2 separate regions of the Danio rerio genome follow, and region 1 is linked to region 2. Evidence: chromatin contacts called from public Hi-C data. All regions are on one chromosome and are shown on one strand. The core of a region is the stretch at or near the end of the contact, and the rest is flanking DNA. Distances in the headings are between cores, read along the strand shown.

Region 1 (6,526 bases), core at 201-2,700, 340 kb after region 2:
TTTTTCTACTGGTTTTTTTCTCAGTGTGTGATGAAAAAGTATTGGTTTGGTCATAATTATGACTTTTATCTTTCAATTTTGACCTTTTGCCATATTCTCACATTTTTATGACATAACTATAAGTTTAAGTCTTATTAAAACCTACACTGTAAAATAGTTAACCTAATATACATATATATATATATATATATATATATATATATATATATATATATATATATATATATATATATATATATATATAGTTGAAGCCAGAATTATTAGCCCCCCGTGTTTTTTCCCCAATTTCTGTTTAAGATTTGTTCAACTCATTTCTAATCATAATAGTTTTAATAACTCATTTCTAATAACTGATTTATTTTATCTTTGCCATGATGACAGTAAATAATATTAGACTAGATATTCTTGTAGGCGACGCAGTGGCTAAGTGGTTAGCACTGTCACCTCACAACAAGAAGGTCGCTGGTTCGAGTCGGCTGGACCAGTTGGCATTTCTGTGACTGTGTGGAGTTTGCATGTTTTCCCCATGTTGGAGTGGGTTTTCTCTGGGTGCCCCGGTTTCCCCCACAGTCCAAACACATGCGCTATAGAGGAATTAATTAACTAAATTAGCTGTAGTGTATGAGTGTGTCTGTGAATAAGAGTGTATGGGTGTTTCCCAGTACTGGGTTGCGGCTGGAAGGGCATCCGCTGTGTAAAACATAAGCTGGATCATTCCGCTGTGGCTCCTCTGATAAATAAGGGACTAAGCCGAAGGAAAATGAATGAATGAATGAATGAATATGATAAGTGGATTTTATTTAGAATAAATATCATCAGTAATTTTCTGCGCTGTTGTTATCTTTAAATACTATCAATTATTAAATCTTCTTTGCTCTAAATGTTCAAATAAAGCGTTATTTACATTATATACAGATATCACATTATTCAAAGTTTTATATTTCTCGGATGATGGATTGTCAACGATCACTTTTAAATAAAGCTCGAAAGCAACAACGACCTTGCTATGACGTTACACTTACATCCGGGGCGTTACGCGGTAAAGTCTAGAGGGGATACAGCTGCGGATACTCACATCGATATAGCAAAATTTGTGTGAAACTGTACAACAATAATTCATATTCTGACATTACTCTGAAGGTTAAATTTAGGGTTTGGCTAGAGGTATACTTTAATAAAATACAATTTAATAGTTAATATAATAAATAATGTGAATAATACACGGTATATTTACAGTTTTTACATTACTGTGAGGGTTGGGTTTAGGGGTAGACGTTAATAAAATACAGTTTAATGGGTAATATACTAAATAATGTAAATAATACGCGGTATAATTACTGTTTTTTTACATTACAGTGAGGGTTGAGTTTAGGAGTAGACGCTAATAAAATACAAAAATATAAACAATTCTCGTTAACTTCCTGCCACAGCTGTATCCCTTCTTTGACCTGAGTCAGTTGTGCGCACGCGCAGTTCAGCCGGTGGTTCGACCTCTGCTTTCGGTGAGTTAAACATGGACGCTAGTTTTCATTCAGGATTTAAAAATCCACCTTCATCCTCTGTTTGTATGGGCGCAGAGATGCGGGTTTAAGCCGGACGGTGTTAGCAGATTATTTCAATGTCGTCGACCTGCAGTATTTGTAAAGCTCTTCACAGAAATCCTTTCTGACCTTAACGTTACATATATGTTTTGTGTTTGCAGAAGTCCCGGGCCGCTCACAAACTCACTCATATTTCAAGATGTTCACCTGCGCAAAGTTCGTCTCCACACCTGCCCTGGTGAGTGATGTTTGATCAAATAAACACTGTTATTGTGCTTAAAGGACGAGTTTTCATTACAAGACGCCGCCGTTTGGCCTGCAGCCGGTTCAGTTTGACGTCAGTAATTCGTTCGTTTTTTTTAACGGACGGCTTCTTTTTAAAATTTGAATTGTTAACAAGAATACAATATTAACGGTACAAAGATGTATAACGTAATAACCGTATAAACTCCTCAGTAATAACAAAAATAGCGAACAAAACAAACAAGAAAAGAGGGGGGAAAGTGCTAGGGCTGTTAAAAAGTAAATACAATTTAAAGGTAACGTTAGCTCAAAAAGCGTTATGTCACAGGGAATTAGTTGTTGTTAAAAAAATCCATTCATGATTGACTGGTTTAATAGGGTTAACGCTGACATCAGGCGCTGTATTCACCTTTGACCTTTTTGCTTTAGTTTTGAAATATTTGGCCCCACAAAGTAACAAAAAGCCGTGATATCATAATATAGGAGTGAGGGGACTTGAAACCATAGCCATTTTTTAGGTGTGTATGCATTTAGAATAATAAATTATATTATAATATTAATCGATTAATTGGATGAAAAAAGAAAACAAGCATTCATTTCCAACCCTTTTATTAAAAAAATCATCCCTGAGCTGTTATAATAATAACAAAATATAAGCTAAGTAATTAGCTAGGTCAGTTGGCCTTTGACATGGCATTTTCCAGGCCTGGAAAAGTTTTGGGAAAAACCAACACAGTTTTGGAAAAGTCATGGAAAACAGATATTTGTATACTTGAATATAGGTTAGTTGTGTTTACTTTTTTCTGTCCTTGGCCAATCACATACTCTCACATTATTAGTTCGGTGTAAGCATTATCTAAATAATTTTTTTTAATATATAGATATAAATATATATTGGGCGTCACAGTGGCGCTTAATCGCCTTACAGCAAGAAGGTCGCTGGTTCGAGCCTCGGCTGGGCTAGTTGGCATTTCTGTTTAGAGTTTGCATGTTCTCCCCATGTTGGCGTGGGTTCCCTCCGTGTGCTCCGGTTTCCCACACAGTCCAAACACATGCGCAATAGGGGAATTGGGTAGGCTAAATTGTCTGTAGTGTATGAGTGTTAATGAGTGCGTATGGATGTTTCCCAGTGATGGGTTACAGCTGGAAGGGCATCCGCTGCGTAATACATATGCTGGATAAGTTTGCGATTCTTTCCGCTTTGGCTCCTCTGATAAATAAGGGACTTAGCCGAAGGAGAATGAATGAATGAATATGATATATGGATTTTATTTGGATGAAATATCATCAGTAATTTTTGACCCCGGATAAATAAAGGGACTAAGCCGAAAAGAAAATTAATGAATAAATGTAAATTGAAACTTGCGTGTTTTACAATATACTGTAATAAATTTAAATATGTATTGTTTCTTACGCATATGTAGACATTGCATGAAACATTAGGTCATGAAAATTGGCTTGAAAGTCTTGGAAAAATCATGGGAAAGTCATGAAATTTTAATAGTAAAAATGTGTATGAACCCTTTATATGTGTGTGTATATCATATACATTTAATATATTTCTGATATACATAAAATTTGTTGTGTAGTTTTGTTTTTACATATATGTTTACCTAATTGGTATACAGTAGTCCCTTGTTAATAATCGTGGGAGTTACATTCTAAAAATACCCTACAATAGGCGAAATCCACTAAGTAGTCCGCTTTATTTTTTACAATTATTATATTATTATAAATGTTTAGAGGCTGTAAAACCCCTCACCATGCTTATTATCGTTTTCTTAGACAGGCATTAACAATTTCCCACTTTTCTCCCTCTTTTTTTTAACACTTATGTTTTTGCTCCTTTGCTCCTTTATCTAATGAACCAAACATTCATTTGTTTCCGTGATGGTGCCCTACAGCTGCATAACTTCAACCTTTCTTTAGCATGTCCAGAAGCTCAACTTATTGTGCAATGGTTAGCATCTTCCTCTGCCTTTTGGTTGCTCCCCCAGGTGCTTTTGACGGTGCAGAATGATCCATCAACATTATGAGGAGAAAACTTGCATTCATACAGTTCAGCACTTCAGTCACTTTGCTAGTGATTGAGGATTTATGTCAATTTGGCAACCTGAATGCATTCTGTACTGTGCAATATGCACGGCATGAAGGAGATTGATTGACCATAGTCTACAGCCAATCAGGACACAGAACACAATGCACCGTAAAAAAAAAATCATGTCAATTTCCACACTAAAAAATTGGTAAAAATGCGAAACCACGAAAGGTGAACCGTGTTGTAGTGAGGAACCACTGTAATTATATAAAACTTATAACTAAAATAATAACTTTTGTGAACATCTTATAAATATATAACTTTTTAGAACATTTCTATCGTCATTCTACTATAATCCATTGATGTTTTTGTGTGTGTTTCAGGTGCGTGCAGGCTCCAGGTCCGTGTACAGGCCAGTTTCTGCTGCTGTGCTTTCCAGACCAGAGGCCAAACCTGAGGTGATTTGTCTAAATTATAAGAATAATATTAATTATAAAATATAGTGCTTCCCACGGTTTTGAAATATTCTTGTGGTGGAGGCCAAATTGAATCCATGACATAAATATTAATACGACACAAAAAATTATTACATGTTACTGTTCAAGTTGCTGTATTGGAATGACATTTTGTATTTCCAGAGAGTTTCAGATGTGTATAAACTATATATATATATATATATATATATATATATATATATATATATATATAGCAAATGAGAAATAAAGGACAGAACATTGAATAGAAATAGACCATTTATTTTAGGGTGAACTGTCTCTTTAAGGGTCAGTAGGTGGCAGTGTGAAGGTTCAGGTCATATATCTTCTGTTGTCCTCCTGTAGGTCAGTACCGCTGCTATCCTGCAGTCTCCGGTCGCTCAGATGGCTCTCCGAAGCTTTCAGACCAGCGCTGTGAGCCGCGACATCGACACTGCTGCTAAGTTCATCGGAGCTGGAGCTGCTACTGTGGGAGTTGCGGGATCCGGTGCTGGAATCGGTACCGTGTTCGGCAGCCTCATCATTGGATACGCCAGGTAAGATTCATTAAATTAGAGCTGTGCAATATATCGGAAAAATCATATTCATTATCATCATCAGTTAATACTAGTATATATTGCAATATCCATGTTAAGAAAGGAGTGTTGACTTAATGGGTTACACTTTTGTTTGGGTCACTATATTAACTACTATTCACAGATCATTAAGTAACAGTACTAGCTTAAAGGCTGCATGAACCGGAAGCTGTGGCCTTTTTTTATTATTATTATTATTTATTTGTTTTTTGCGTATTGTGACGCAGTTCCTAGAGAAACAGAATATTAAATGAGAAAACAGTGGATGTGGCTTGAATTTGGCTTAAAGAAATTCAAGGCCTGGAATACCTGGAAAATTGGCTTGTTTTGTTGAAAAGTGCTTAAAATGAACAAGGAGAATTTATATGTAATTTTACGCCGGAAAAATAAAAATGTTTGTGAACTTTTTGTGATAATTTAATGCAAAAATACCCGCACAAACTACCGTGATTACGGAGCAAACTACCATGATTATGGAGCAGTTATTTGACTGACATGAAAAGTGGCCAATCACAGTCCAACTTGTCTAGTTTTGCTTGAAATGTAAAAACAAATGTTTTATTGGAATAACGCTTTTTTAATGTTTTACTATAGAGATGTCTATGTTATTAACTAGAGTAATTAAACCACGGACATACTTCCTGCCATTTCGATGATCTACACACATTTCGCTCTCTTTACTCGCCTCTGACCTGTCACTCTTCTGAAGCCTGGTTTAATACAGTAGAAATGTTGGCGCGAAAATACAACCAGAGCAGGTTATCTTCAGAGAGTGAAGCTGGATTTCTCGCCTGGCGCCGCATCGTGCACCTCCGCTGACTGCGCATGCATCTCGCAAAATGGATGAGGCTTTTATACTTGCTGCGTTCGCCGTTGTGACATTCTTTAAAACGACTTGGGGCGGCGGTCAAAAGAACTGTAAAGACGGATAAACGGAGAAGTAGGAAGTTTCCGGAACTACGTCATATCATTAATATCATTCAATATTTTTAAACTAATTATTTTTATTGTTTTATAAATTATTTTAATGATTATTGGGATTTTTATAACAATTCAAGATTTGTTTTAATCAACCTTTGCTGCATGACTTGCTTTTGTTCATATCTCAAACAGTTTTACCTATTAGTTTATTAAAATACTAATGAGCACAGAACATGGGTTGCTCTACAAATATATTTTATTATGGCAAGAATAAAACCAAAGTACACTTACTAAATAAAATACACAGGCTTTTTTTTAGATTTAGCCCGCTCCACAATTGACACATTACAGTCTGGCTAGTTTTTGTCCTATACTGATGTGCTAAAAAGGCAATAATGGTCCAACATTCCTGCCTATTATCACTAATAAAGCAGGACATCATTTAATTGTAAACAGTTCAACAGTCATGTCAAAGCAGTTAGTAAATCAGCATACTATCATCTCAAAAATATTGCAAAAATCAGATGCTTTGTTTGCAGTGAAGACTTAGAGAATCTTGTTCATGCTTTTATCAGCAGCAGGGTGGATTACTGTAATGGTCTCCTCACTGGCCTTCCCAAAAAGACAGTCAGACAAATGCAGCTCATCCAGAACGCTGCAGCCAGAATTCTGACCAGAAGCAGGAAATCAGAGCACATCACACCTGTCCTCAGG
Region 2 (6,649 bases), core at 515-3,014:
ATGCATTTCATATATATATATTTTTATATACTGGTTTTCCCCAGTCCAAACTCATGCGCTATAGGGGAATTGTTGAACTAAATTGCCCATAGTGTGTGAATAATTATGGATGTTTCCCAGTACTGGGTTGCAGCTGAAAGGACAAATGAATACCAAAGAAAAAAATAATGAATGAATATTCTATGCATTACTTTACAATACTACAATATTTCTGCAAAGGATATTCACTTCACAAACCGTGCTGTTATTTAATTACATTGATAATCTATTTTGTGTCCATTTTGGCAGACAAATGGGATGGAAAGTGATCAAGGCTCTCGTCAAATTACACACATCAGGGACAGTTTATAGCAATATCTTATTTTAAGGCATTATTATTATTATTATTATTATTATTATTATTATTATTTATTTTATTCTTGTCTATTAACCAAACATGCTATTTGAGTCTGTGTATCAAAATTAAGATATAATTAATAGGATACTAAAAATGAACAAACTGGTAAGTGCACTAATTGGATATAGGCTGTCTATGAGAACGTATTTGAAGAGCACACAGAAATTAGAGGTGTTGTATTATCTGTTGAAAAACTGGCGAGGGCGACAAAGAACGCAAAAAATATTTCAGTACGCATTTCGGTCAGTCTCTCTCTCTCTCTCTCTCTCTCTCTATCTATCTCTCTCAAGTGGATAACTTAACCTCGCCTTAAAGAGACGCTTACGCCCCCGCGTTAACACTTGATTTGAGTGCACAGACTATAGCCTCGGAATTATAGATAAACTTTCTGTTTTAATTTTTATTTCAGAAATTCTCTGAATGACAAGCATTCACAGTGCAGGGCGGTAATAAGTAAATATTATTGCTTTTTGCATTTGCATCAGATTTCTTGTGTGTATATGACCAGCGATGTTTGACTTGTTATTTATCATTATTATTAGCTATAATCCCTGTAGAGTTTTGATACCGGCAAAACTATAATTATTTAGAAATACACATTACAGATGCTAGGCTATCCGTATATCCTAATGCTAAAACATGCATATTTGTTCCTTCTTTTCTCTTGTCTTATAATAAATGTTTAATTTCGTTTATGCATTTTAAACATGTATTTAAAAACGACATCGTCATTTATTGTCAGAAATAAAAAAAAGGATGACATTATTAAAAAATAAATAAAAAACATTGCATCTCCTGATTTCAGCAATATCAGCTAAATAAAACACATTTTAGAAAACGTCCATCAGTAAGAAAATAATAAATAATTTTATCAATTAATAATGCGCAAATTTGTAGTTATGTGTGCTGTTTTTTTCCAGAAAAAAAATATATAATTAATCTCCAACAAATACAAGAAAAACAGCATCGTTTAAATAATAATACTATAAATGCAATGTGTCCGTATCGTTATTTTGAAAAGAAACAACCATATTCGCAACGGGATCTTCTAATTGGATGCAAAAAAAAAAAAAAATCTTTAACTAATGCCTCTCATTCGAAAACGTCTGTGTGAAATAATCGACAGAGAAAGAAAAAAGAAACAGAGCTCAGAGAGGGAGAGAGAGAGGGAGAGGGAGAGCCAGAACAGAAGGAAGGAACAATAGAGAATCAAAGCATAATGATATTCCTAAATGAAGAGGGAAATGTTGCCGCGCTCATTTTATTAATCAGACTGTCAATTTCACCCCAGAGGCCAACCCCAGGAGCCATCTAAAACAGACTCAGATCAGAAGCTGCTCTCTCCTCACTTCTCCTCTCTCTCTCCACCTGGATATACGCGTCTGGCCGATCAAGGGCCGACTCTATCAACCGATGACAGTCTCTCTCCTATTTATTTGCTTATAAACCTGTTACAATAAATGATCATTCGAGCCGCGTCACGCGCACCTTTAACGACGAAGGCGCAAACCACTTTTTGATGAATGACTTTCTGGACCAGAGAGGATGCGCGGGTCATTTTGAGCAGTCATTCGTTGCCCGCACTGGCATTCCTCTGTTTTTTTTTGCCTTCCAGCTCATAAAGGTGTTATATTATTTAGAGGCGGCAGCTGAGCTGAATGCGGATTAGATCCGCCACCAGTCATCGGAGCACCAGCCCTGGGACTTTGGATTTTTTCTGCACGACTTCATGATGGAGAGGATAAGAAAAGAAATGATTCTGATGGAAAGGGGACTACACAGTCCAGTGGCAGGGAAGAGGCTCTCCAACCTCACCGACTCGGCCGGGAACGCGGTGCTCGAGGCCCTGGAAAATTCCCAGCACGCAGGTCGCCTCAGCCCGAGAATAACTTCCGCCTCGCTGCATGGGGATATTCCCACCAAAGGCAAGTTCGAGATCGACAGCTTATTTGGGAACCACCACAACGACAACACTTCCTCAACAGAAGTGTCGTCCTCCGAAAGCCGGAAGAAAATAAACCTGTATCCTGAAGTTTCTCCTGACTCCGACATGAACAGCGATGTGGAAGTGGGCTGCCCGTCTCATCGTTCCCCGGGCAGCATCAGCCAACACAAGGAGAACAACAATAAAGGTAAAGAAATTGCGTGAAAAGGCGTTTTTTTTTCAATTTGTTTATGTCGATATTTATTTTTTAAAGATAACTGCTTTAGAATTTGGTTTATATTAATGGTTTAAATGTGCTTAGTATTTATTTTTTTTATTGTGTGTTCAGTAATATTTTAGTGTTGCATTTTTCCTAATGTCTGAGTGCTAGCATGTCGATGCATTTATCGAAATAAATTGTCTGTCGTTGCATTATGTAGTGTACACATTTAGCGTTTTAAAAAAAATATATATGCAAACGTTTGCATTTAATTGTGTATATGTAATTGCATTTTATTTTTTCCTTTAGATCTTTCGTTTATTCAAAATATTTTACACTGAATCTCTGAGTAAAAAAAATGTAATGCGATCCCAAAACGTTCCCGTTTAATTTAACTTATTTTACAAATGCATGATTTTCTTTGTTCATTATTTTAATGTTCAAATTAATGTGTTTTTTACCTCAAAATATATTTGTAAAATATTTATACATTTGAATTGTATCTCTTTCGTTATCCGATTTAGGTTTCTCGGACAGCAATTCAGGAGGCTCCAATACAAGTTCATCCTCTCTATCGAATCTTAACGGTAATTCCATGGGAAACAGCAGCTCGAGCTCGGACCAGGTGAGGAGGTACCGGACTGCTTTTACCCGAGAGCAGATTGGAAGACTGGAGAAAGAATTTTACAGGGAAAACTACGTCTCGAGACCCAGGAGATGTGAATTAGCCGCAGCATTAAACCTGCCCGAAACAACAATAAAGGTAATGCTCTGATTTTGTTCACCAGGATATAATTTGTACCTGCTAATTTATAATGTTTAGCAAACAAATATTAACTGGTTACATGCTCTAGCACTATAAATTCACGCATTTAAATGCCCATTGCCAAATCTAAAATAATAATCCATTCTGTTATATATATATATATATATATATATATATATATATATATATATATATATATATATAAAGAATATTTCTATATAGTGGACATAAATAATGCAGGGATGTAGCTAAAGCACTGTGTAATACAGACAATTTTATTTTGTCTGATGCAGAACCCCGTCTTTTTCATCTGAGCTCTCCTAAGATATTAAAATTAGTTGCATTTGCAAAACTATTTGTCGAATTGCAAGTGACACCAATTTCTCCTCTCTTAACAATAACAACAATAATAATTCGTTTCTCAATAGATCAGCTACATTAATTTACAAATATTATTTATACACAAGCCATGAGATTTCAAAACTGTGATGTTTAATTTTCCCCACCTGCTCACCTGATCCCTAATTGTTACCTGTTCTGTGGATACGTGTAGGTGTGGTTTCAGAATCGACGAATGAAGGACAAGCGGCAGCGGCTTGCCATGTCCTGGCCACATCCCGCCGATCCCAGCTTCTACACCTATATGATGACGCACGCCGCCGCCACCGGAAGTCTGCCTTACCCTTTTCATTCCCACATGCCACTACACTATTACCCCCATGTCGGTGTCACGGCAGCAGCTGCTGCGGCAGCCGCCTCAGGAGCCGCATCCTCACCTTTTGCTACCTCTATACGTCCCCTTGATACTTTCCGTGCGCTTTCTCATCCATATTCGCGCCCAGAGCTGCTGTGTAGCTTTCGACATCCAGGACTGTACCAGTCACCCGCTGGTTTAAACAGCTCGGCGGCTGCGTCGGCGGCAGCGGCGGCGGCGGCAGCGGCTGCGGCGGTCAGCGCGCCCTCGGCTACCGGGCCGTGCTCGTGTCTCAGCTGCCACAGCAGTCAGGCCGCCAGCGCACTGGGCTCCAGGAGCTCCAGCTCTGATTTTACCTGCACGGCGACCGGGCAAAGGTCTGAGAGCGGATTTTTGCCATACTCGGCGGCAGTCCTCAGCAAAACCGCGGTGCCCTCACCGGACCAGAGAGAAGAAAGCGCGCTTAATAGATAGCTCACTACTGGCATACACACTTCTTTTATTTAAAGCACATGCAATTATTAGGATTATTGTTATTATTTTTAAATTACAAAAGGGACAGCATTTTCATTCCAGTGTACGCCCAGAATTATTACAAAAATATCTATTTAAAATACACTGTTAAGGCCTTTAAGATCACCACACACACACACACTATTACATTTGATCAAATACGGTTATTTATACCAACATGCTTTACTTTTCAGTATTACTAGGCACATGTTTATTTTATTTTAAGTATTATTTGACTTATTTGTATTACTAGGCACATGTTTAATTTATTTTTAAGTATTATTTGGCTTGTTTGTAATACTAGGCACTGTATGCAAGTGTTATTTTGGTTACATCCACACCGTGTGCAGTAAAGAGAATAGCTATACACTGGTTGTGCCACTTTAGTAGCATCAGTTATAGGGGACCAGGCGCGAGATGTAACGATGCTATTCTGAAAGTGTTGCTGCTCGAGGGACTCTCCCTGATGATCTAGGAGTGAGGCGCATAAAATGTGCACTACTGCTACAATGTCAATTCTGCTGTTAATAATGTGAAGATTATGACGAAAATTGCCAATCATGTACCTTGATGGACCTCCTTTGAATGTGGAAATGTAAGAAAGTTCCCGTTCAGAGACTCGCTGTCAAAGCATAACAACCCGCTGTGGGAAGTCATTAGACAAGATAGATAAAAGACCTTGAGCATTTCGCATTGTTCTTGGTGTGTAGATTGTACAGTATTAAACGTGGTATTCGTTACCTGAGATTTTTTTATGATTATTATTTAAAAAAAAATCCCTTTCCACCGAGTCCTATTTCCAATCTTCTTATTGGAACCTTGGCCGGCCTGGGTAGACTTTTCTCTCAGAGATGTTCCGCTGATGCGAGCAGTCTCATTAAATCCAAACCGATATTTCCATAATACTCCCAGTAGAGACTCTTCACTCACAATATAATGGGATTATCCACACAACCCCAAACTTCAGACAAATTGCTCATGCATTTCTGTCTGCATACATTTTTTTTTGTCACTGGGCGGAATTCTTCCTATAAAACCTCATTTTAAAGATAGCAAAATAGCACTTGTACAGATCAAAATGGTGAAATATTTTGTTACGACACGCATAGGTTTAAATTGCATTAAGCCAAATGCATTTTGACTGCCATCCGAAATGATTAGCTTTTGCATATTATTATTATTCTCATAATTTATGTGACTGTCTGGGTGTTTATTTCAGATGTTAGGATTACTCAATCTGACATTACCTCACCACTACAGAAATTAAATGCGAAGAAATAGGCCTCATGTCGCAAGCCAAAATGATCTGATCCATTGTATATAAAAAGCATATCGCATTGCTGTTACCGTTTAAAATGAAAGAAGATTTCTTTTTTTTTTTTTTTAAATAAAATAGATAAATAAATGTTACCGAGTTGGAGAACAGGGCTGGTTGCCGTCTGTTCAATAAATGACAATACTAAAATCCCAGTGTTTTGCTCCTCTCCCAAGGGTTGCCGTGATACACGACTCTGTACATTACGTCTCTGTATTTTACATATTGCCGACTGTATGAATTTTCATATTTTCACTTGAGAAAAATGTGCAATATAAAAAAATGTATATTATGTTATTTATTGATGGTGTTGTTATTGTAAAATAAATATTTAAAACGCACTTTCTAAAATCGTTATCATTGTGCACAATGTATTTTCCTGAACGAGCAAATGCCAAAAAAAGGAGGCATAAATACATCTATTTTAATTAAAAGCTTATTTACAAATGTCCACTATATAAACATGTACATTAAGCACGATTTCTGATTAGGATTGAGTAAATTCTGAATTGCAAACACAGATAAATTTAATTTGCTTCATGCATATTTTTTAAAAATGTGATTTTTAAATTAAGTATTTAAAATTTTTCCTTTTAAAATATTTTTTTAAACGATAAAAAAATGTATCCAGTAGTGTACAGCAGAGCTCCTGCTCTGTTAACACATTTTCCCTTTCTCCTTAGTGAGAAAGTGAGTCTGGCATTAATTAAAACGACACTAAAACTATGGGGAATATGGAGTCTGCGATCACGGGTCATTCCGGCCCTATAATTTACCATTATTTTTACATTACCTCTAAATGATACAAGCTGATACTGTC

The links. A called contact is a pair of places that touch in the nucleus more often than the background predicts.
Region 1: a Hi-C map of an unstated tissue shows a contact between it and region 2, with 4 times the contacts expected there. The contact joins the promoter of atp5mc3a here to the promoter of evx2 in region 2. A contact is called at or near these places in 2 of 18 Hi-C or Micro-C datasets (embryo and an unstated tissue) and 1 of 4 datasets of contacts at active chromatin or transcription factors (embryo).

Annotation. Positions count from the first base shown.
Region 1 is chr9:2,335,368-2,341,893 of GRCz12tu, forward strand. It overlaps atp5mc3a (ATP synthase membrane subunit c locus 3a), which reads left to right and starts at 1,451. Exons shown (of 5, transcript NM_201176.1): 1 at 1,451-1,502; 2 at 1,703-1,779; 3 at 4,206-4,280; 4 at 4,662-4,852. The coding sequence starts at 1,741.
Region 2 is chr9:1,998,473-2,005,121 of GRCz12tu, forward strand. evx2 (even-skipped homeobox 2) reads left to right here and starts at 1,765. Exons shown (of 3, transcript NM_131232.2): 1 at 1,765-2,529; 2 at 3,066-3,304; 3 at 3,861-6,170. The coding sequence starts at 2,127. The coding sequence ends at 4,475.